Linked DNA regions of Drosophila melanogaster: regions 1, 2 and 4 are each linked to region 3. Evidence: chromatin contacts called from public Hi-C data. All regions are on one chromosome and are shown on one strand. The core of a region is the stretch at or near the end of the contact, and the rest is flanking DNA. Distances in the headings are between cores, read along the strand shown.

Region 1 (5,752 bases), core at 2,275-4,774, 420 kb before region 3:
CTGGAATCTGCATGCCTTATCTTAACTTTTATTAGCGTTTCATACGGCCATACGGACGGACAGACGGGCATGGTCAGATCTACCAGTTACACGTCATTTCGACGAATCAAGATTACCCTTTTGCTCTACGAGTAGCGGGTTAGTTTTGTGTACATATACGATGTAGGTTTCATTCTATCAGTTGCATGATTTTTAACAGATTTTCAATATTCATTTGGTGTACCGATAAAAATTGCAATGAAAAACAATAAAAAATATTGAACAACATTTTCAAAGGATGGACCTGACGTTTTGGCTTCTGTGTAATGACTCTGTAATGACACATTTCTGCTTTACTAGAATCTGCATGCATAATATCTCAGCTTTTTTACTTCCCGAGATCACAGCGTTTGTATGGACTGTTTAGGAATATATACTTTATAAAATCGCGAACGCTGTCTTCTACCTGTAATGTTATTTTCAACGAATCCAGTATACCATTTTACTCTACGAGTAACTGTATCATTAATCAGAGTTTTTAAGAGAACAGGAAAACAACTATAAATAGCTTAAAGCTATAAGGCTCTATTAGAAAATTCGTTTGAAACAATCTTCCAGCTTTAAACTTCTAAAATTTTTAACTTAAGACAGAAAGAGAGGTACAGACTGGTCCTAGATCCATCCTGATCATGAATATACATATATATTTTTAAGGATCGAAAACGCTTAAAATGGTATGTTAGAACTTTTATTAGTCAGATCAGAGTTTTTAAGAGAACAGGAAAACAACTATAAATAGCTTAAAGCTATAAGGCTCTATTAGAAAGTTAGTTTGAAACAATCTTTCAGCTTTAAACTTCTAAAATTTTTAACGTAAGACAGAAAGAGAGGTACGGACTGGTCCTAGATCCTGATCATGAATATACATATATATTTTTAAGGATCGAAAACGCTTAAAATGGTATGTTAGAACTTTTATTAGCACGTGCAGAAATATTATTATGTGCGCAAAATATAACTTACACTTGGAATGTTATCACTATTGCAAACTTGTTCCGATAGCAGTCGATCTCGTATTTCCCACGCAAATATGCTGGGACATTCCCGTTTGTAATCTGCAATTTTTTGCACAACCGGGGTTGTAGCTACTCGTGGCTTTGAACCACCTATAGCTCGAGGTTTTATCGATCCAGTTTCATAATATCTAAAAAAAATAAACTTATTTACATTTTATCTGAGTAGTCATTAAAAGTAGATAATAGAATAAACAATGAATATACAATCAATTTAGATTTGGCTGTATATTTTCTTATTTTGCAAAGAACAGAGAATTTAAAAATACGTTCTTCTTAAGATATGATTTTGATTTTTATGTATTATGATCATAAATGGTGAATGTGTTTCAATAATCAGAGTCACACAATGAGAGATTGGGATGGGGGCCTGATTTCAAATTTTCATATTACGAAAATCATTGATTTTCTTACTCTAAAGTATTTATAATAGAACTGCTAATATCTGATTAGTTCCAATTATGTAACTTAGTAGTCGAAAGCCGTAAATATTCTCGGGAAGAGCAGTGCTTATAGTAAAGTAAAAAAGGACATTCCTCTAGTATTGATTGAAAAATCCTCTTTCCAAAATGTTAGATGAGCACAAAAAAACAATTCGGAGTGCAGTGCTTGTAAATGCGAGCTGCAACTTGTAAAAAGAAAAGCGCAGCGATTCATTAGTGGTGACAATGCTAAACGCCGTCGAAATGTTTAGCGTCGAGATAATAAAAACTATAAGCAAACCTCAGCGTCAACAGTCAACACTTTCAGTTGTAGACATTAAATTAGTTAAATGCAGCCGGTATATAAATATTTTGCGAATGGCATATAGGATTGAATATAGAATATATGCTAAACAAAATAACATAAGTATTAATTAGAAGCCAGGGGAGAAATGTATTTGTTAGTGTTGTACAATGGACAGCACTTGCAATACGGACACCAATAACGCCGTAAAGAGGTTCTTCCAACAAACAAATTTGGCTACTCGCAAAACAGATGCTAAGCAAGTTCTCTTTAATCATACGCAGTCTTACGATCATTGGTTAGTTGATACGAAATAGACTAGGAGGCATTCGGATCTTATGCATATAGAAACTACTGAAACGTTAGTAAGGCCATTAACTTACCAAAAACAGAGAGAATGCTATAGTCGAATTCCCCGACTATACGACTAAATACGAAAGCAAAATTGTGTTATTTTTCTGGGATCCGTTTTTTGCGTTTTGTTGGTGTAAGAAGGGGTGTGGCGAAAGTGTTTTTGGTATACCGATAGAAGACAAACAATAAAACGATTAAAAATCAACACTTTTTTTAAAAGTGTTGGCAATATGGGTCAACAAACTTGCGCTACGTCCATATCTCTACAATCAGTATGCCTAATTCCAACCATCTAGCTTTTATAGTTCCTGAGATCGAGACATTCATACGGACAGACGGAATATATACATACTTCATATGGTCGGGAACGCATCCTTCTTCCTGTTGCATACTTTTCAACAAATCTAATATACCTTTTGACTCTTTGAGTAACGGGTATAATAATCGAATCTTTCATATTTTCCAAATTTAATATCACTCCCTGGTTTAAACGCAGTGCTTATATAATAAAGTCCGAAGTCAGAAATTTTAGCTGAGCAGTTTGTTTGTTGGAGGCTACTTTCGTAGTTCCTGTTTAGTTAAGAAAATGTCATTATGCACTCGAAATGCCTCACCTGCCCAAAATTTTGCTTACGCAACCGTTGGACACTTGTAGTATTCTTGAAATATCACAAGGACGTGCGCCGGAATGAGCCAATTCGACAATTTTTTGACGCGTTGAATCGGGCAGTGGCCGGCCATTAACATATACGCCGCCCAGCTGATTTATTCCGCTATGGCCCGCCGTGGAGCACCCAAATAGAGTACTCTGCCCGACTGACGAGTGGGGATGCCCATGCATTATGTGTTCAGTTGTTAGCATCATAATTAATTATTTTTAATGCGGCGTTGGAGACTTCGACGGTGGCTGACGTGCGTATGTTTATTATTGAAAGTGAGAAAGTAGGATTACTCCCTTTTTCATTGTTGTTAGAAGGGGGGCTTCGTTGCCAACTTTGTACATCCCATATATATTATCTTCTTCACCTGGTAATCAAACTCCAGACTATCACTTCAGACGTTTTAACATTTATCACTTTTTACTTGCCAGGATATGAACTTTCACTTTATGAGTTTTGTTTTAAGTGTGCACGATGGAAAGCGTTAAAGTGTTTTAAAACTGTATCATAGATCGTTTATGAAAATGGTCCCGATATTTTCCGTCGAAAGTACGGGTCCGCAGCCCGGCGGCAGCGCCACGGATGGCGACCTAGTTTATTAATCTGGGAATAATTTGCATTCAAAATGATCGAATAGTGACGTAGGTATCGGTTTAAGCTTGAACAAAAATTTCTTTTGCTAACTGGTTTCAGTGACGAGGTGCGCACTTAGCCAAGCGAAACGTTAATGAGCTCTCATGCGAAAAAACACTGGCAAGAGCAACGGCTAACACATCGGCCAGCCATTTTGGCGGCGTTGCTCTAGTTGTCTCTTTTCATTTGCAGTCAGCGATAGCTAACAACGTTGCTGTTTTCCGTGCCGTGAAAAGAGATAGCTATAGAGACATGAGGAAGAGAGGCATTACAACAAAATCCATCGTGCGCACATCTGGCAAATAGGAGTTGCGTAGGAAAGAGACGGCTATGGAAGAAAGAAAAGTGTACCCTATCCGCTTGAAAATCTTTTTGAAGTTTTGGTTGGTTGTTAAATATATCGTGGGCAACTTTAACATTATGGATTCAGCGATAATAACGCTGGAAAATAAAACTGAATTTATATAAACATAGATGGTTGTGTATATGTGTAAGTCTTATTCATCATTGTATGCATATGTTTGGTTGTGATGATATTTTATCATGTTTAATGCACTTAATCCCTAAAATATTTGATTATATAACCATGTATCCAAAAGTTTAAGAATCTGATCATTCTGAATAACATACAATCTAATCGTTTGCCATACCTTTGTTTTAAAAAAGTATAGAACGACTAGTTATTTATTGCCCTGTATCAATTCCCCATCTTTACGTTAAGTATTATTATATTTCTGATGTCGGTTGTGTTAATATACAAAAATACATTCACATATAAAAACTATGAGTGCATTTTATTAGTTTTAATTTAAATTTAAAATTGAACAGCAATAAAAACGTATTCAGGAAGGTCAAACAGTATCAGGAGTTCAAAATGCCTTGCCTTACCTGTAGCGTGATCTGCGTGACTTGGGCTTGAGATGAAGTTTGTATTGTTAACTTTAAAGAGTATTTAGTATTTGTAAATTTTTTGTTGTATATCTATACAAAATATTAAATATGTAAATACATAAATTGTCTGTTCTGCTACTTCTGCTTGTATTTACATTTTCGATATCTATTATTTACAGAAATTAAACCCCCAAGTAACAGCATTCAAAACCTAAACCACCCCAAAAAGCCACCACTGAGCTTACTTGCTCTCAACATCCTGTCCGACACGTTTTTTGGATTTTTGAAGTCACACGCATCAACGAATCTATTTCCCCTTCCACCACAATTTCCATTATTGTAGTGCCGGCATCCAGTGTGCTGGGCTTCTTCAAAGGGGCATATTCTTGAATCGCCTTTTTGTCATTCCTATTGCGTGTGCCAAAAATTTCATGGCGCATTGTAAAGGTGACGAATCTGATTTTCCTGGAATGTGTGAAAATACCTTAATTTATATTATTTAGCGTAGTGTCTGGGCTGCAACAAATGCATATAACCATTAAATTTTGCACTCATGATATTTGATTTTTCTTGCGTACCTACTTACTAGTAGAGTCTCTATCGATATGCTAAACAATAATTTAGCCACGTCTACTCTAAAGCCTACATTTTGTTTGATGTTTTTTTAATTTCAATATCTTTATCAATGTGTAAAATAGAATGTCAGAAGGAAGCGCCTACATAAAGTATCTGTATTCTTGGTCAGGGCCACTAGCCGAGTCGATCTAGCCCTATCCGTCCGTATTAACGTCGAAATCTCAGGAAATATATAAGCTAACAGGTTGAGATTAGGCATATAGATTAGAGACATAGACGCGGCTCAAGTTTGTTGACCCATATCGTCAACTCCCACAAATCGCCCAAAACCGCCACGCCCACACTTTTGAAAAATGTTTTGAAATTATATCATATTTGTATTAGTTTTGTACATTTTTATCGATTTGCCCAAAAACCGCCCAGAGCTGACAGGCCCAGACTTCCGAAAAATATTTCGATAAAATAAACGCTAAAATAAATGTATAAATATAATTAATAATCATATATAAATAGACTTGTACGAAATGAAAACGGTCGCTAGGTGAATAGAGGGCTTGGCGCTCTGCGAATCTCTCCCTTAGAGGTGGCTTAATTTAGCTAGGTAACAGGTATGAGAAAGCCGGGAAAAATTTTATTCCATCTCGGTATTTTTACCTGTCTTTCATTTAATCAAGTTTCTTTTTTCTCTTTCGGTACCATTTGCTTAGTGCATAAGTCGAAGTAGTTACCTTCGCATACTTCCACAGTTACATTAATAGTGAAGGCAGACGACAATACGTTCAATTTGGATTGGTTATATAAAAATATGTGATTAAGTAATATTTTATATTTAACAAGAGAGAACACGAGTTCCCCGACTAT
Region 2 (5,612 bases), core at 2,532-5,031, 460 kb after region 3:
AGTAACTGTGGAGCCACGCCGTCGAAAATTTCACAAAGCTATTACATTAAGCATTCCAGCTCCAAAAGCATGTACAAATAGTATGGTTAATGCATGTTATGGCAATGGAAATTCAAGTTCGCCTACTCTTCGACTTTTGTGTTCCATTAGTGGTGGTCAAACCCGAGCAACATGGGAGGATGTTACTGGATCAACACCGTTGTCATTTGTTAGAGACAGTGTAACATTTACCACTACTGTTTCTGCCCGGTTTTGGCTAATAGATTGCCGTAATATCATAGACGCAGGACGAATGGCCACAGAACTTTATAGTCATTTGGCCAAAGTTCCTTTTTATGTCAAGTTTGTAATATTTGCAAAACGAATTTCCCAAACGGAAGCAAAATTTTCAGTATTTTGCATGACTGATGATAAAGAGGATAAGACCCTTGAGCAACAAGAATATTTTAAAGAAGTTGCCAAAAGCAGGGATATCGAAGTATTGCAAAATCAAATTGTATATCTTGAATTCGCTGGTAACATTGTTCCCATTTTAAAGAAAGGCGAACAGCTGTATACCAAGTTTCAACCTTTTTGCGAAAACCGGCTTTCCTTTAGTGCTCACATTAAAGATCAAGAATTTCCACATGGTCGCATCTGCTTTATGACCTACCCGATGGTAGGACCAGATGAAGTGCCCCTGAAGCCGCTTTGTACTCTGAACATTTCAGTGGATTTTAAAACTATAACAAACCATCTCGAAAGAGATAACCTGCATAGCTTGAACGATTGTATAAATGCGCATGGAAAATTAAACCACAATGAAAATATTGTATTTGGAGTAAAGGAACAACAGGTGAAGAAAATTGATATTACTAAAGCTTGTATAATGTCAAGTGACATCAAACTAATTCATGAGGCTGATGTAATATTAGACGACATATGTAGCCACTTAGGAAGTGACTGGCCTTTGCTTGCAAATGTATTGGGTGTTTCCCAAGCCGATATCGATCTTGTTAAAACAGAATTTTTGTTAAACGACAGCGTAAAGCAGAGCATGGCAATGTTACAGCTATGGCTAGAACATGGAGGCATATTGACGGGCAATGTACTAGCTGAAGCCCTCTACAAAATCGGCCGCTCAGATATAGTGGAGAAAAGCTTTAAAAATGCAGAGTTTGGCACTCATCAACCGGAAAAAGTTTTGCCGACTGCCGGAATTGAAAAAGATGGCGATTATGAACAGTAATTTACAAAGTCTACAGGTCCTTAGCAAGATATTTTTAAAAACGCAGATGGTAAGTTTAGTATTGATAAAATATATGTACTGCAACGCAGGTGTCACTAAAAGGAGTAAATTGATACTAATGCAATACTTAACATTTGACCATTACGTTAGAAAGAAGAACAAATTATAATACTTGAAAACCAGGTAATTAAAGTGTATAACGACATGAAATCATTAAAATAATATTATTTTGTTTTAGAGAAATGTCGATTTACCTGAGTAATCGATGAGTAATCGAGCGGTATTCATCATGAAATAGTTGCCGATATCTTAAATAATTTACCTAAAGTCGATTTATTAAGTTTTCTAAAAATTTAACATTTTCTTGACAATCAGAACTATTATTCAATGTATTACTTTGCAATTTATAATAAAACAATATTAACAGTGTTATAATTTAGAGTTTAAAATCGTACTAATTAAATAAATTGTTGAATCATTTATAGCTTTGAACTTCATTTAATTAAGGAGGATTAAAGTGGCTTGAATTTATAGTCAGATATACCATCAGAAATATGACTGATGTTTGCAGTCATCTGATGTGAACCTTTTTGTTCCATCATTTAAGGTTCACTTAAAAAATTACATCAAATACACGACATTCTTCTTCATAGAACTAAATTTTCATTATTTGCCACTTCATTACGTAAAAGTTTTCCTTAAAGTTTTCTCAATTAAAGCAACTGCCGGCAAGGGGTAGATTTTAATAAGCTTAAAGGTCCCACGGTAGGGCAAGCTAAGGAATAAAAGGAATAAAACATAAGAATGTTTCAGAATATTTCTACCCGTTACCACTACATTTACTACATCGAATTCCCCTGACAGATCTAAATTTATTTTACGTACGCAACATCGTGCGTCACACATCGAGCAGCAAAGGATCTGAAACAGAGGGAGGAGGAGTGTAGAGTGATATTAACAAAGAAAATGCAGCTCGACAAATAACGAGCGTCAAATAGGTATTCCAACGGGCACAATTGTTCACATGGAAATTCTAATTCTAATTGGCAAAGTTCATCAGTCGGGCATTGACTCCCAAAATAGGGGAAATAGTAAAATATTATCCTAGTCCTCTAGTCCGATAAAAAAAGAAGTCGCTAAGGAAGTCCATTGAAGAAGGACCTACATTTTCAACCTCCAACGCAGTCCAGGAATGGCTGCATGCAGTCGAAAATGGACTGCCAAATGGAATGTGGCCATTAACTCCTCGAAGTCAGCCTGTGTAACTTTTACCCTGCGGCCCGGAACTTGCACAGATCTGACTTTTGATGGAAACCCCGTCAACAATGTCACATCGCACTGCTACCTAGGAGTTCATCTAGATCGGAGACTGACCTGGAGGGCCCACATCACGTCGGTCAAATTCAAGTCACTGGCGAAACTAAAAAAGCTCGACTGGCTCTTCCACTCCAGTAAACTACAAATGAGCTCTAAGGCTCTTTTAATCAAAGCCATACTTGCTCTAACGTGGAGTTATGCCATCCAGGTGTGGGGAACTGCCGCCAAATCCCAGCTCAATAGGCTCCGTGTGGTCCAGTCGAGAGCTGCAAGCCATGCATCTGGGCTCCCCTGGTAAGTGACAAACCAGGTAATCGAAAGAGATCTGAAAGTTATCCCTCTCAATCAGATCAATTTTCACAGCAGCCGTTATGCCGACAGGCTTATGGTCCACCCGAATCAACTAGCAAACATCCTAGCTAATCCCATCTCCCTCCGAAGGCTGAAGAGGGTACACCCCACCGATCTCCCTACCCGGAGGATAGTATAAAATATTACACATTAAGTAATTAATAACTAGAAAAATTCTTTTTTTTTCCTTTTCTACTTAATAATTAAGAAACCACTTGGTCTCATATACATTTATACACACAATAGGTTAAGTTTTAGAGGAATTGACTGAACGATTCCTTTTGAATCCAAAATAAATAGAATGATTATTTAAAAAAAAAAAAAAAAAAAACATTTTCAACCAGTAGAAAGGAAGTTCCAATATGGAGAGCAAGCAGTCCAAGGCCTTTGACAACACCGCCGTGGAATTGATTTACCACATGGACGAGACCTTAGGCGCAAAGAACATTCTTAATTTGATCGCCATGGTGTTAGTTTTTCTAGTGCTCCTGAAACTGGCGAATGCGTAGAAGAGATCTGTACAGAGGCTTCCTATCACAATGCGTTAAAGAAGATCCATCGTCCATCGCAGTAAATGCAAAATGTGAAAACATCATCAAAAGACGGAGTCGGCAGATCAAATTAAGCAATGCACCGACACAAACCTAAACCGGAAATGGCATTAAAATTAATAATAGTAATAGTAATTACTAGCAATAGTAATCCGTGACAAATTTAAGAGTGAAATCATGCATTTTAAATGTTAACAAATATAAAATAAAAACCAAAACAAAATGCAAAACAAGTGGGAGAACGAGAAATCGGAGAATAAGATAGCGGCCCCGCAGCTGGAGCGTGCCGCAGTGCATACTGCATACAAGCATACATACGGCCCTACTTATATATATACAATACCTTCTTGATGGTGCTTGTTTTTCTGTAAATGTTTTTAATCTGTACTATATTGGAGAAGGTGTATATGTATGTATAATTACAACCTAATATGTAGAAATGCCCAGGATCAAGGGTCCAGATCTCATCGCCCAGGATGGGATTGAGGTAAGTTTGACGGAACACAGTCACCGAATTTTCTTTATATCTTTTAATGTATGCCCATGGCACAAGCCAGCAATTATTCAATAAATATACAATATGAAGACAAATACAATAGAATGAGAACATTTTACAGGGTGCTGTAGGGCAAAAAGGATGACATAACTTTTAATGACCTTGGTAAAAGGGGGGATCAATTTGCGCGACTTGCGACGATCCAATTGGCACTCGGGTGTATGAACTTACATACCGACGTAACATTTCCTATATTTGCAAGGCACGTCTTATAAAAATTTAAGAATTGCATCAATAATTCTGCCGTGCGTCAGTATATAAAAAGTTAATAGTTTAATTTTGTTTTTATTGTTATTCAATATCTTTGCATTATTTCTATATTTCGTACATTATTTATTACCTATGTGTATACATACTATTTTATTAAACTTATATTTGTGATTACTATCATCTTAATATTAGAAATTTGTATATCTGCGTAGGTTTAGTATACGATTGTTAACCCTTTCTACTATCTAAACCTTATCTTACGCTAAGAATCCATCAGTCGACCAATATTGCAGTATTAAAAATGAAATTTAATTTTATATTTAATTATAGCTTAAAAAAAGCAAACAAACTCATTTTTAACATTATAAAAAGAATTTATATAGAATACTTCATGTATATGCAACATATATTTACATATTCGTTGTTGATCCACTTAATTGATTTGATGGGGTACTTTTATTATAGTGTATTACTCGTGTTACTTAATTGATTTTTACACAAATTATAGAAATGAAATAATAAGGAATTTGTTAATCAAACAAATGAAGTTGCGATGTCGTTTGAATAAAAAGCAATATTTTACAAAAACACAGACAATGGAAGCACGATGGAACCGCAAATATCGAAAAATAATAAGCTTATGATATTTATTTTTATACTAACATTACATTTTAGATAACGATTTGCACTAAACATAAAGACTAAAGCATTATATAGCAATTTTGTGTACTGATAAATTTTGGAATTAAACGTATAAAATTTGTGTTAAACAGTCTTTTAAATTGGCAATGGCCTTTACATTCTTCTGATTACATATGATTTGTTAGTTTGCTTGAATTATCATGACCACCGAACTGTTGTAACGCAGATTCTTAATAAATTTATATGTTTACGATTGATACATATATATGTAAATGTGTGCATAACTGTATGTACACGTTTAAATACATATACATATATACATATAGATTTATAATCATATAATATGTATCTATGTGACTAGAGCCCTATATAAATCGTTAATTAGATTTATCACAGCAGTGTATTTGTTGAATTTCTAAACTTGATGTAAATTTAAAGTTCAATTATTTTTATTAATTTCACAAATTTTTTGGTTTCATAATATAGGTTCATTAACTTATTTATTGGGATCGTACAAATGCCGAGCTTAGTTATGAATCTTAAAAACGGTTGGAGATAAATGGTAAAAGTTAAATTTTAATGCAACCAGAATGTTTTCCAAAATAACCTACTCACATTATTTTTTTTTAAAGCATATTATTTTACTTTATGAAACTGCGTAATCATAATTATTCTTATGACACTCTCATTTCTTTAAAATTTATTTGTTTTCTTATAATCATAGTAAATTTTTTTTAGTAATTATTACAACGATTAG
Region 3 (5,771 bases), core at 3,057-5,556:
ATTAAACTGATCAATGTTTGAATTAATAGTAGTTGGTATGCCATTTATATTGTTATTCCCGCTTAGTGGATTAATTGGAATTCCTGCCGACTGCGGTCCCCCTATAATTTGGCCTCCATTTATACCAATGTTGGTTCCAATAGCTATGTTATTGCCGTGGCTATTCACATGACTTTCATCATTATTCGCTATATTGACATTAATGGCTCCTCCGGTGTCTGTAACAGATTTAGAATTGCTTAGCGCCGTGGTTTTGTTGTTGTCCTCTGGGGCACAACACACTTTAAAGACGACTTTCATGTTATTTGTAGAGCATCGACCTCCAATTCTTCGATATAAATCATCCTTAGATGAAGTTGCTAAATAAATATTAAAAATATTATTTTTTAAATAGAAGGAATGCAAACGAACTCACAAATAAAGTAATAATCATTTCCAGGTAGGAACTCCAAGCCACCTGGCTGCGGTGTAAATGGCCGGAAAGTTATTGTAAAAAACATTAATTTCTGAGGTTTATCACATATAGCTATTACTCGCGGATCTGCATTTGTTATGCGACAAGTTTCATACTCCACTTTAGACACATTGTAAATTATGTATTTTTCAGTTTCGTTCTCAAAAGTCCCTGGCTCATATACTGGGCATATTATATGAACCTGATCGAACTCAAATGCAAGATTGCCTTTATTAACATCGATAATATGATCTGTGTTATCAATCCGAAATCTGTGGATATAAGAGTGCAATCAAATTACATTTTGTTTTGAGAAAGTCAGAAAACGATTTTCAATAAATAAGCGCAAATCGAAATACCAAATTTGGGCCAATTAATGTGCAAAACATCACACATAGTAACGATGAGCACTGAACGCGTAGGGTTCAAGGAACTACATATCATATATAATTTTAGATTTGGAAAATGCTGAAATAGTTCGCACAGAATAGTTTAAGCAACAGTTTATGAAAATGCTGAAGTTAACATTTTGAAAATGGAAAATTGGGTTGTTTTTATCTGATCTAGACTTTATTGTTTAATGCCTTGGCTACGAAAACGTGCATTTGTCTTCTGTTTTTGGGGTTTGTTGTCCGATTTTGGAAGTAACATTATCCTAACAAACTTAATGTCCCATTGCAATATGGATGGTATAGATGATATGGATATGTTTATATCGAGAAAGAGAAAACCAGACAAAATGAGTAGGCCATATATGCCCTGATGCGATTACCAAAAAAGTTACTAATCATGATCCTTAGGGATCAATGGGATCGCCTAATCATCGTCTGCTCACTTGCACAACAAATTATGACAATAGTTATTCTATCGAAAATGACTCATGTGCATTACTAATTGCTGGGAAAGTTTATAAAAGCCCAGCGTGTTTATACGCGACATTAGGGATTAATTTATCAATATATTATTGGCCAGCAGTCTTATTATTGGAAAGAAAATTTTATTTGAAATAACAAATCCCCTAAACGAATAATAATAATCCTCATACTACTGACTTAAAAACTGTAATAATTGTAATAAAACATAATACATTTGTAGAGAAAAATAAAAATCTACAATTTTTAACTTCAATAAAATTATAATACCGCTGCTTAAGTATACCACTATATTTGAGTACTTACATACTGTTCGATGTGTTCCAATGCATGTAAAAAGTCTTGGCGCAACTAGACATGGTGGAGAGCAAAACAGTTTCCATACAAATTAAAGTGAGCAACGTAACAAAGGATGTGGCACCAAACTTTGGAAATGGAATCATCATTTTGCATCTCATTGGCGATGGCTGAGGCGAAGATAACAAACAGTTTCTGTTCTTAATCCTCTTTTTACCAACAAAATGCCGTGATGCCTTTGATTCTATCCCTGCTTCCACCAGTACTGATGAATGCTTCTCGGGTGGTTGTCTTTTACTCGGTGAATAAAGCGGCTTGAGATTGTTAAAACCTTGAAACTTGCTTTTGCTCTTAGACTTTCGATGCATAGCTGGTTGCTGTTTATTCGTTGTCGTAAGCGCCTTATGTCGAATTTTTGGGATACTCTCAATACTTCCTGGCACGTACAGCTTAATGCTTAAAGGTTTTCCAGAGTATAGCTGAACTTTATGTTTCTCCTTTTGTTGCTGATGCCGGTGAGATTTGCAATTGGGGAAAGCTACTGGTGGATGTGAGTCTTCAAGCACTTTACTGGTAGTTAAGCGCCTCTTACATGCCAACATGCTCCGACGTTGACAACTGTCATGAATCTGAGACTTTGACTGGGTCCAGGAAACAGTAAGACGCAGTTGCTTTGATCGTTCTTGCATACCGCCAGCAATGTTTTCGATGTTAGATCGTTAGTAGCTTTCTTGCTAAATGCATACAATAAACCTCCGAAATAAGAATATGTTGACTGGCTACATCTACATCTGTGTCATTCCGCACCAAAGTGTCTTGCTCCATCTGCAATCAATAAAATAACAATTTTTACAACAAAACGCTGTAGCCGTGTACGAATTCTGGGCATAAAAAAAAAACACTGAAACTGCAGTGTAACTTGTAACATGATTTTCTCACTTTGGACGGTATAGTTACGAAGCGCACCAACAGACTAAAGACTACTATGCGGTTTGGTTGTTTACTTTACCCTTTAAAAGATTTCTTATAAATGAGTAAATTATATGTAGTGCGTTATAAAGTCAGGTGCAATTTAATTTTTGATGACAATAGTTAAATAATACAACTTTTGTGCATATATATCACTATATAAATATATATGCATATATAGGAACAATCCGAAAAAATTAAATTGAAAAGGCCGTTAAATTATTGTTTCTTTTTCATCTGTGATTTAGGTCTAGTATTCTTTTTAACGTAGACTTAGTTTTCACCTCTTCAAGATTAAATTTTGATACTGAAAATGAAATTGATATAATACCTAGGGTTCTTAGAAAATTTAACCCGACTTTTTTAGAGCGGAATTATACTTTTCAATTTATCTCGTCAAAAAGTTTACTAGGCAGTTAAAAAAGAAACAATACTTTAACGGCATTCTTTTTCGACCCGTATATGTATATGAACTACAAAATAAAAGGATTTCAACCTTCAATTCGAAGGTCGTTTGGCAAACGGAAAGAAAGACAAAAAATATATCGACATGGCTGTGTAAACTGATCAAGAATATGTGTTCTTCTATTGACATTTCCTCCTTTACTTCGTTGACAATCCTGACTGAAATTAGTTTACCCATTGCAAAATCTAACTACATATTATATCTACTCATTCTAAGCTTTGAGATCATTACGCGTTAACATTTTAATGTAACAGTAGCATATTATGCGTATTTATATTTTTATGTAAAGTTTATACAAGTTGATCTTTAAAACAAACAGCCTAAGACTGAGGGATCCTGTTTGCGCCGCGTTCGGCGGCAGTCGGCGAAATAAGCAGCTGTTAATGCTGATCAACAATATTTATATGTTGACTACCGCCACCTGACAGATTACGAGATTTTTAAAAGTACTTCGCTTTAACTTTGGAAACCGCCTAATTGATTTGATTCGACCCTGATTGATCAAAAATACTTATTTAACAGGCCGGCAAACCAATTATCAATTTAAGTGGGATACTACATTTTAATACATGTATGGTACATTTTCTATACAAACAGGGTTGGTAATGGCTTGGCGAAATATTAATATATTTTTTAACATTCATAGTCATAAACAATCAACATGGCATAAGATCAACAATATATAGCGGATCTGCAGTTCTTGACATTCAATTTATAACGGAACAATCAATATATTTCTTAAAAATTGTATGTTTAAGTGATAAAACATCCCAACAGCATTATACAATTACATATGTATGTATACACCAAAAGACATTTCTGTATACATACACAGTGACGACACACTCTCCGAGGAGACAGAAGAAACTCTATATATACACAAACATCTTACTCTCGGGGAAACATTCTTATTCGATACGATTAACAATCCGGTACAAATATGTTGGTATAACATAGTTGACATATAAAAACACAAAATATACATATATGCCCATAACACCGTCTTCCTTTTTTGGTACATCTTTTTCAAAATTACATTTTCACATGATTAAAAATTGTTCCAAACAGGTTTTTGTCTGAAGAGAAATACTCGAAAACAGCTCATTTAAATTAGTTTTTTCTACACTTGGACTACATACAAGAATTATTTATATAAATACTGTAGAGCTAGAGCTATAAAAAAAACTTGTTTAGAGCTGGAACAAAAAACGATGTTTACTTTAACTTTCGATGTATAAAGAAACTTAAGGGCATCGATAATTTTACAAATCAATCGATAGCGATTTTTTTCCAAAGGCCCGTATAATCTTATAATATAAGTCAAATGGTTTGGTTTTTTTTTTTTTTTTTGAATTTAACATATGCGAATTTCTACTATAAGTAATATTCACAGTAAAAACCATACCATATTGATAGGAAACTGTCTTATAAAGATTTTATTTGACATTTGTTGTAGCAGAACCATTATGTAAGTTCCTAGTAAATTTTTTAGCTAGGCTTAAGCACTATTTTATGTTTTAAGAATAATTTTATAATTATTAAAATTTATCTATTACCCGTGTCGAACCTATTTTGATTGGTGTAAGAAGTTTGAAACCCAGTGAAAGAGTTAAGAATTTGAAGTAAATATATATATGGTCAGTATCAAGAGCCGAGTCAGCACTACCGTCTGTCCGATCATCCGTTTTTACGTTACTATCTCTTAGCACCGGTTCTTGACTGCATAAAATTTTTGTTCAAGTTAAAAGAGTTTTCATAATTTTGTTTTCTTAAGTTTAGTCATCGGACGAAAAGTCCAGAAATCAATTGTTAATTAAAGAATTTAAATAGTTTCGTTGTTTTTAGTCATTAAATGTCCACATTCGCTCTGCTGAGATACTGCTAAGATATATAAGTTTAGCCTTGCAGAAGCTATCATTATTATCTCTAGTAATTATATTTTTATAGTGCTCCATTAACGCAAAATTCGCTTCATTGGGATGATGTAAAATTCAGGTCTTCGAAAAATTAATTGCAATTATTGTTTATAACATTATATAAAGATAAATAAAAACTTGGGTAAACGAGCAGGATGACAAAGTGTGTAATATATATAAGGGAATTTATGTGTTTTGCACTTCATTTTCATGAAGCAACAACCTGCGATATATTATTGGTGTAAATAGTATATAAGCTGTACGAGATTCGGTGTTTAAAGTAATTTTCGATATTTTTTGGATAGAATTCCGATTGCGGATAACTATTTGGTTGTATTAGATTCCTGAATTGTTACTAAAGAAACATAAATAGAGGAATTTGACTATCAGGATGGCCAATATAATGAGAAGAACGTTGATTCCTGGACTTTCACACTTGAGGCTGCGGCCACAACTTGTTGCAGCTGGATCGGCCGCGTTAACGTAAATAGTAAATGCTTACATAATTCGAATATATCATTTATATTTGTCCAATTGGAAACTCGTTGTTTAGTTCTCAGGAGACGCGACGGGGAGCAGCCAAGTGGTATCCAGACCCTGAGTTCATGAAGCAGTTTAGCGGCCCGGTGATGTATCCAGACGAGGTCACATCACTTTGGACAGTGCCACCATGGAACAGTTAGTTGGTAACCCAATATTAAACTGACCCTTGAACTAATCGCTTGACTTACCTCCTCTACTAGGCAAAGTAACGCCTGTCGAAAAGTCGGTGCGTAATCTGACCTTGAACTTCGGCC
Region 4 (5,620 bases), core at 2,894-5,393, 360 kb before region 3:
CAAAAATATTATAGATTTAAAGTCAAAGAATTTTGAAGGTGAAGGGCATATTTTGTCAAATTTACAATGCATGAGCACACGTGTGCACACATACAGTTGTCTGCTATCACTTTATGTGTAGAAAAGAGCTGTTCGCTGTAGCGCTCTCAGCTCTCTCGCTCTCTAACAAAAATTCGAGAGAGCCTGGAGCCACCTCTAGAGCCACGGCGAAAAAATAGTGTGCCAAAAAATCGTATGGCGTTACGCATCTTGTTATTCTAGTGTCTTTGGTCTAGGGTATGTCTTTCGTGCCTGAAGACCTACGGAATATATACATATAACATATCGTCTATAGCTTTCAAAGCGAACGGGTTTTTTTTGCGTTTTTTTTTTGTGTTTGTCAAACCAGCCGTGGTTTTTAATAATCTTTTTTAAATATCATATATTTGAAACATAATTATTAAAGATCCGTTCGCTTCGCGAGTGATTCTTTGTGATTTGTGCAGTAGGTTAAACAAATATACAAAGTATTTTGCATTTTTCGTCTTGGTGTTTTGTTTACTCTCCCTGTTGTGCGTTGTTCGCAGTGCTGTTTGGTGTTGTTTTTTGCATGAACAGGAACTGTACTTTTCGCTTTCACTCTCTCGCTCTTTCGCACACAAAATCTAAATTTCTCAGCGTGCAGACTGCTCTCGTGCGGTTCTTTTAACAGCTCGCTTGAAAGTTTTGATCTTGTGTTTTCGTGCAGAGTGGTCTGATTTTAGATAAATATGGAAACCGTAAATGTTGTCTGCTTTTATAAAATTTGTTGGCAGGTTACAAAACCTGAGCAGCCAAAAATGACTTGTTGGCTATGTGATCGAATGGTGCATACTAACTGCGCTGGTTTTAATGGCCGTACAAGTGATGACCTAGCAAAGGGTAAAAATCTAAATTACTGTTGTGATGCTTGCCTTGTGGTTGCGAACGAGATGAAATCGTTTATGCGCCAAACTAAAGGTGGCTTGAAAGAACTGATCAACTGTTTTGGCATAGCTAGAGATAGTTTTCGTCGAGCCGATGATCTTCTTTCCGCACTTAATTCACAGTCTAATGGCCTTAAGCTATTAGATGAATCTCCAAAGCGCAAAAAAGCCGCTGGTGGTAGGCTTCCTAAGGCCCCGCAACCACGGGCAAATGATCAACAGGACTCCACAACTGATTAGCTGTCAATCGCAGCAAATCCGCATATGTTGCTAAGATCGGCAGCTAAAAAAGATTCGAGGTTTCCCTGTTGATCTTCTAAATTGGATTTCAAGCAGAAATCCAATTTAGATCCTGAATGGCAGTACGCAACAAGTCCTCTTTAAAAATACTTTATCTTGTATTCTCCGAGTCACATCCGGTGTCCCACAAAGGAGCCATCTTGGCCCGCTTCTTTTTACCTTATTCATTAACGACCTTTTCTTAATAATAAAACATTCGCGTGTACCTATGTACGCAGTCGATGGTAAATTATGCCTTCAGCACAAGGACACTTCGTGCCATTTGGACTTACAATCCGATCTAGACAGATTTCGAATATGGTGCCGTGATAACGTATTAGACTTAAATGGCTCCAAGTGTAACGTTATGACTTACGCTCTAAGTGGGCACCCACCCAAAGAGCACTCTTTGGAGAGAATAACACGGGTTGATGATCTTGGTGGTCTTCTGGACCCTAAACTAAAATTTTCTGACCATATTTCGTCTATTGTCAATAAGGCCAGGGGTGTGCATGGTTTTATAAAAAGGTGGTCTAAGGAATTTGATGATCCTTAATTGACTAAAACCTTATTTATTTCGTTAGTCCGTCCGATTCTCGAGTACGGATCACTATCACCTGTTTGGAGTCCACAATACGCAGTCCACTCGGACCGCATTGAATCGGTCCAAAAAAACTTATTACGTTTTGCTTGCGGCGCCTAAAGTGGGATGCAAACCGTATATTACCTCCTTATTCCAGTACACTACGTTAATTTAATTTACCGTCCCTAGCTAACCGTAGAACCAAAGACACTAGAATAACAAGATGCGTAACGCCATACGATTTTTTGGCACACGATTTTTTCGCCGTGGCTCTAGAGGTGGCTCCAGGCTCTCTCGAATTTTTGTTAGAGAGCGAGAGAGCGGAGAGTGCTACAGCGAACAGCTCTTTTCATCGCATAAAGTGATAGCAGACAACTGTATGTGTGCACACGTATGCTCGCTCATGCATTGTAAATTTCACAAAATATGCCCTTCACCTTAGAAGTTCTTTGACTTTAAATCTATATTATTTTTGATCAATTGGCACCATGCGAAAAATTCTTGTTTTGCATTGCCTTAACGTTATTATTATATGAAAATAGATTAGAAATAGCCAAATCTATGTACATATTATCACAAAAATAAATTTCAAAAATGACTTTATATAAGAATATTTGTCATTAGAGTATTCATCTTGCGGCGTGTGAAAAATTAATAAGGCAATGATTGTTGAGTGCTTGTGTCCGTACTTCGTGCTTCAAGATATGAACAAAGCAAAGACACTAGAATAATTCTAGTGTCTTTGATATGACTTTTGCAATAAACAGTTATCATATTTAATTATTTACTATATTTATTATGTCATTTGACTTTATATGATGTAACATTAACATTAAAAGTGTTTAAAAAAAAAAATATTTCGCTTTCTTAAAAAATTGTCAGATGAGAGACAAATTAGAATTAAACATAAATATAAATGTGTAAACGGTAGCTAATTCGAGCGGCGATTTTAACAAACAAATTTAAAAAGCTTTAAAATGATAATAGTCAGTTAAAAATTATTTTATTTTATCATATTGCTACGAAATTGGCAAAAACTACCCTAATATGTACAATGTAAATTCGTTTTTTCGATCAGAATTGATTTCGGTCCGAAAATCGTCTTCTAGCACAACACGCACACATATATGCGTTCTCGTCTCTTGTTTTTACTCACACAAGCAAGCAAATTCTATTTTTAGATTTCTTATGCTCTCAGCGGGAGCGAGCGGAAAGAGAGCAATTTTGGCCGTCACTAAAAAATTGGCTGCATAGTGCCAAACCAATGTATGGCCGCTACGCATCTTGTTATTCTAGTGTCTTTGGTAGAACTATGCTTGGAACAGTCTTTATTTGTAAGCTTATTCGTGGGGATGTTAAGAGTTCTGACTTGATTAGTCGGCTTAACTTCTCAGTTCGAAGTAGTTCTCAGTAGTAGTTCTCAGTTCCTTATTTCAGTTCTCAGTTCCTTATTTTAAATCATTGTAGATCTAACTATGAGTTGCGTGACCCTTACAGAGTATTATGTTCTGATTATAATAGACTTTATCCTAATATCTGTAATCTTGACTCTCTGCCGCTCACAAAGCAATTGATTTTACCTTTTTTTATTTTATGATTAGATCCTACTAACAGTAATATTTAATATAGTTATTTTATATTATATTCATTTCCTCGATCCTGTTCTCTTTTTTATATCGCGTCTATCCTCTCGCTAATCGAGGCGTACGATACACGGCAGCGCCCCTCGTTCGGTTGGTCGGGAGGTGTCGCCGTTGGACCCGTGCCAAAAAAAAAAAATATATAATAATAATATAAAATAATTGGGTCTGAATACGGATTATTTTTGTTTTGATTTAAATTCTTTTATTTATCGATATTTTGATGTAATATAGAATCGTTTTTTACCAATTTCTTTATTGTCATATGTATTTTAGTCAGTGTGAAAGGGTCTTATTTTGGCCATAATTAACTAATTATATTTTACGTTCAAGAAACCCTAATTACGATGAAATTAACATTTTGTTTTAAAGTTGCCCATATGTTGTATTCTTAGATATAATGATCTATTTAGCCATGTTGCGGAAAGGGCTCATTATCAGGAATTGAACGCTGGCATAGCATGTACAATCATTATTATAATTTTGGCAAACCTCAATAGAATAAACGTATTATGAAGTAGTTTTAGTAAATAATTAACATTGAAATATGATTTTTTTTTTATTTTTAAAAACTTATGGTTAGCAAAAAATTAAATTATTAATGATGAAGCGTTTAAAAATGTGACCTAACTATCGTTGATAATGATATTCTTCAGTTATCACTATTTCTTGTGTGCTATCGATGTTTCAAATAATAAATGCAACTCTGTTCGTATGAACAGAACACATTGCATGTGGAAATTATTAAAAAATAGTTTTTGAATGTAAAGATAAAGCTGGAATTACTGCTTCATTTTTATAAATAAATACATTTTTAAAATACACTTAAAGTGGAATTCTTAACATTTGTATTTTTTGTACATAATCACGTCGGATAGGCACATACAAACATTTGCTCAGGTAAATTGATGGTTAATAATGAGCACTGGGCAACAAATATTACATGATACTTTGCAAGTTTACTGTGCACAGTGAAGGGAAAAAAGATTTTACCACTAACATTCTGAAATGTGTCTTAACTTTTTAAAAATGATGTAAACGATGGAATTCGTGGCACGTTTTCACCATATGCACCATTGTGATTGTGAGAACGAAATCTCCAAAGTCACAACGGCAACGTCGGCAAATAAGTAAGGCTCCAGGATGGATTGGCAAATGTTTAATAGAAATTATCTCTGGGCTTCAGCTCTAGACTTAATAAATTACAAAATGTCTACTTTATATTTTTGAAACATTTGGGTGAAATCTTTTGTGATATTTAATGATTTTATACGTGTCAGTTCTTTTAATTTCAGAGACCTCTCTGGTAGCTGTATATCAATATATTTCCAGGTAAAATATGCAGAACTGAAACGTGGACAATTAATATTCATTAATATTCATTAAAGAATCAAATGATTGAATGACGTCGTATTTGTGGGTCCAAAATCACCACAGAAATCGTCTATGAAACGGTAAATCTAACCGTTTGGCGATTTCCTACAGAGCTAACTCTAGGAATACACATACGTAATGCAACAGGCTATACCAACTTTACCAACACAATCAGATATAGATAAAGCCATGCAGCCCCATTCAGCACAAAATATGGTAAGTCGATATAAAAATAACATCTCCAAAATTATTTACATATATACATTTTGACATTATTTGCTGTATTACTTTCCTTGCAATTGTTTTAAATTAGTTCGTTAAATAAATATGTTTTCCTAGTTCCGAAAAGAGCTAAAACCTATTTTTTATAAGTTTGCCTGCTGTAGTCAATGTAAACAATCTATTAAGATAGTATCACACTTCTCGTACAATAACAGCAAAGTTTAAAAAGAAAATGCTATTTTTGTGGAATTTTTTTATATGTTTGTTTTATAAATATTGCGGTTTGTATAAAAGGTATATAATTCAATTAAAAAATTTATAAAATATATGTTTGCGATTACAATTATTTAAGTTACTTACTAAATGAATTAAAAAATTAAAAATTTTTTTAACGAACTTGATTGAATACTAATAATTGTTCTAGTCCTGTAAAGCTACATAATTCATAAATGAAGCTCTTCCGGGCATGGTATGAAGTACTTTATTTAAAACCTAAACTATAAAAAACCGCGTTTTTCCAAACATACATAAATCATATAGTTTTTATCGGTAAAAATATTAATTAAAAAAATTTTTAT

The links. A called contact is a pair of places that touch in the nucleus more often than the background predicts.
Region 1: a contact with region 3 is called in a Hi-C map of the Kc167 cell line, with 2.9 times the contacts expected there. The contact joins the promoter of toy here to the promoter of Ephrin in region 3. A contact is called at or near these places in 2 of 107 Hi-C or Micro-C datasets (the Kc167 cell line and the ML-DmBG3-c2 cell line) and 1 of 6 datasets of contacts at active chromatin or transcription factors (the Kc167 cell line).
Region 2: a contact with region 3 is called in a Hi-C map of the Kc167 cell line, with 1.9 times the contacts expected there. The contact joins the enhancer-like site here to the promoter of Ephrin in region 3. A contact is called at or near these places in 8 of 107 Hi-C or Micro-C datasets (the Kc167 cell line, the ML-DmBG3-c2 cell line, the OSC cell line and 4 more) and 1 of 6 datasets of contacts at active chromatin or transcription factors (the Kc167 cell line).
Region 4: a contact with region 3 is called in a Hi-C map of the S2 cell line, with 2.9 times the contacts expected there. The contact joins the promoter of eIF4G1 here to the promoter of Ephrin in region 3. A contact is called at or near these places in 18 of 107 Hi-C or Micro-C datasets (the Clone 8 cell line, the D17-c3 cell line, the Kc167 cell line and 8 more).

Annotation. Positions count from the first base shown.
Region 1 is chr4:987,497-993,248 of dm6, reverse strand. It overlaps toy (twin of eyeless), which reads right to left and starts at 3,524. Exons shown (of 9, transcript NM_001382011.1): 1 at 2,747-3,524; 2 at 1,003-1,183. The coding sequence starts at 2,997.
Region 2 is chr4:112,485-118,096 of dm6, reverse strand. pan (pangolin) reads right to left here. Exons shown (of 12, transcript NM_001258477.2): 12 at 3,827-5,612. Ank (Ankyrin) reads left to right here. Exons shown (of 12, transcript NM_001169348.2): 10 at 1-1,411; 11 at 2,093-2,839; 12 at 2,895-3,023. The coding sequence ends at 1,228. Among named protein-coding and RNA genes, the nearest start is that of Ank, 15 kb to the left of the region's middle. Within about 2 kb of position 3,781, at least 22 of the 39 cell types and tissues checked have an H3K27ac peak or open chromatin away from gene starts, as enhancers often do. A contact at or near this core is called in the Kc167 cell line, the S2 cell line and gut, where this site is marked.
Region 3 is chr4:570,290-576,060 of dm6, reverse strand. Ephrin (ephrin,) reads right to left here and starts at 4,306. Exons shown (of 5, transcript NM_166771.2): 1 at 3,890-4,306; 2 at 1,633-2,448; 3 at 416-726; 4 at 1-359. The coding sequence starts at 2,312. ND-49 (NADH dehydrogenase (ubiquinone) 49 kDa subunit) reads left to right here and starts at 4,507. Exons shown (of 7, transcript NM_001272135.1): 1 at 4,507-4,526; 2 at 5,280-5,457; 3 at 5,528-5,652; 4 at 5,718-5,771. The coding sequence starts at 5,366.
Region 4 is chr4:929,238-934,857 of dm6, reverse strand. eIF4G1 (eukaryotic translation initiation factor 4G1) reads left to right here and starts at 4,143. Exons shown (of 16, transcript NM_079901.4): 1 at 4,143-4,346; 2 at 4,727-4,778; 3 at 4,835-5,036. The coding sequence starts at 4,959.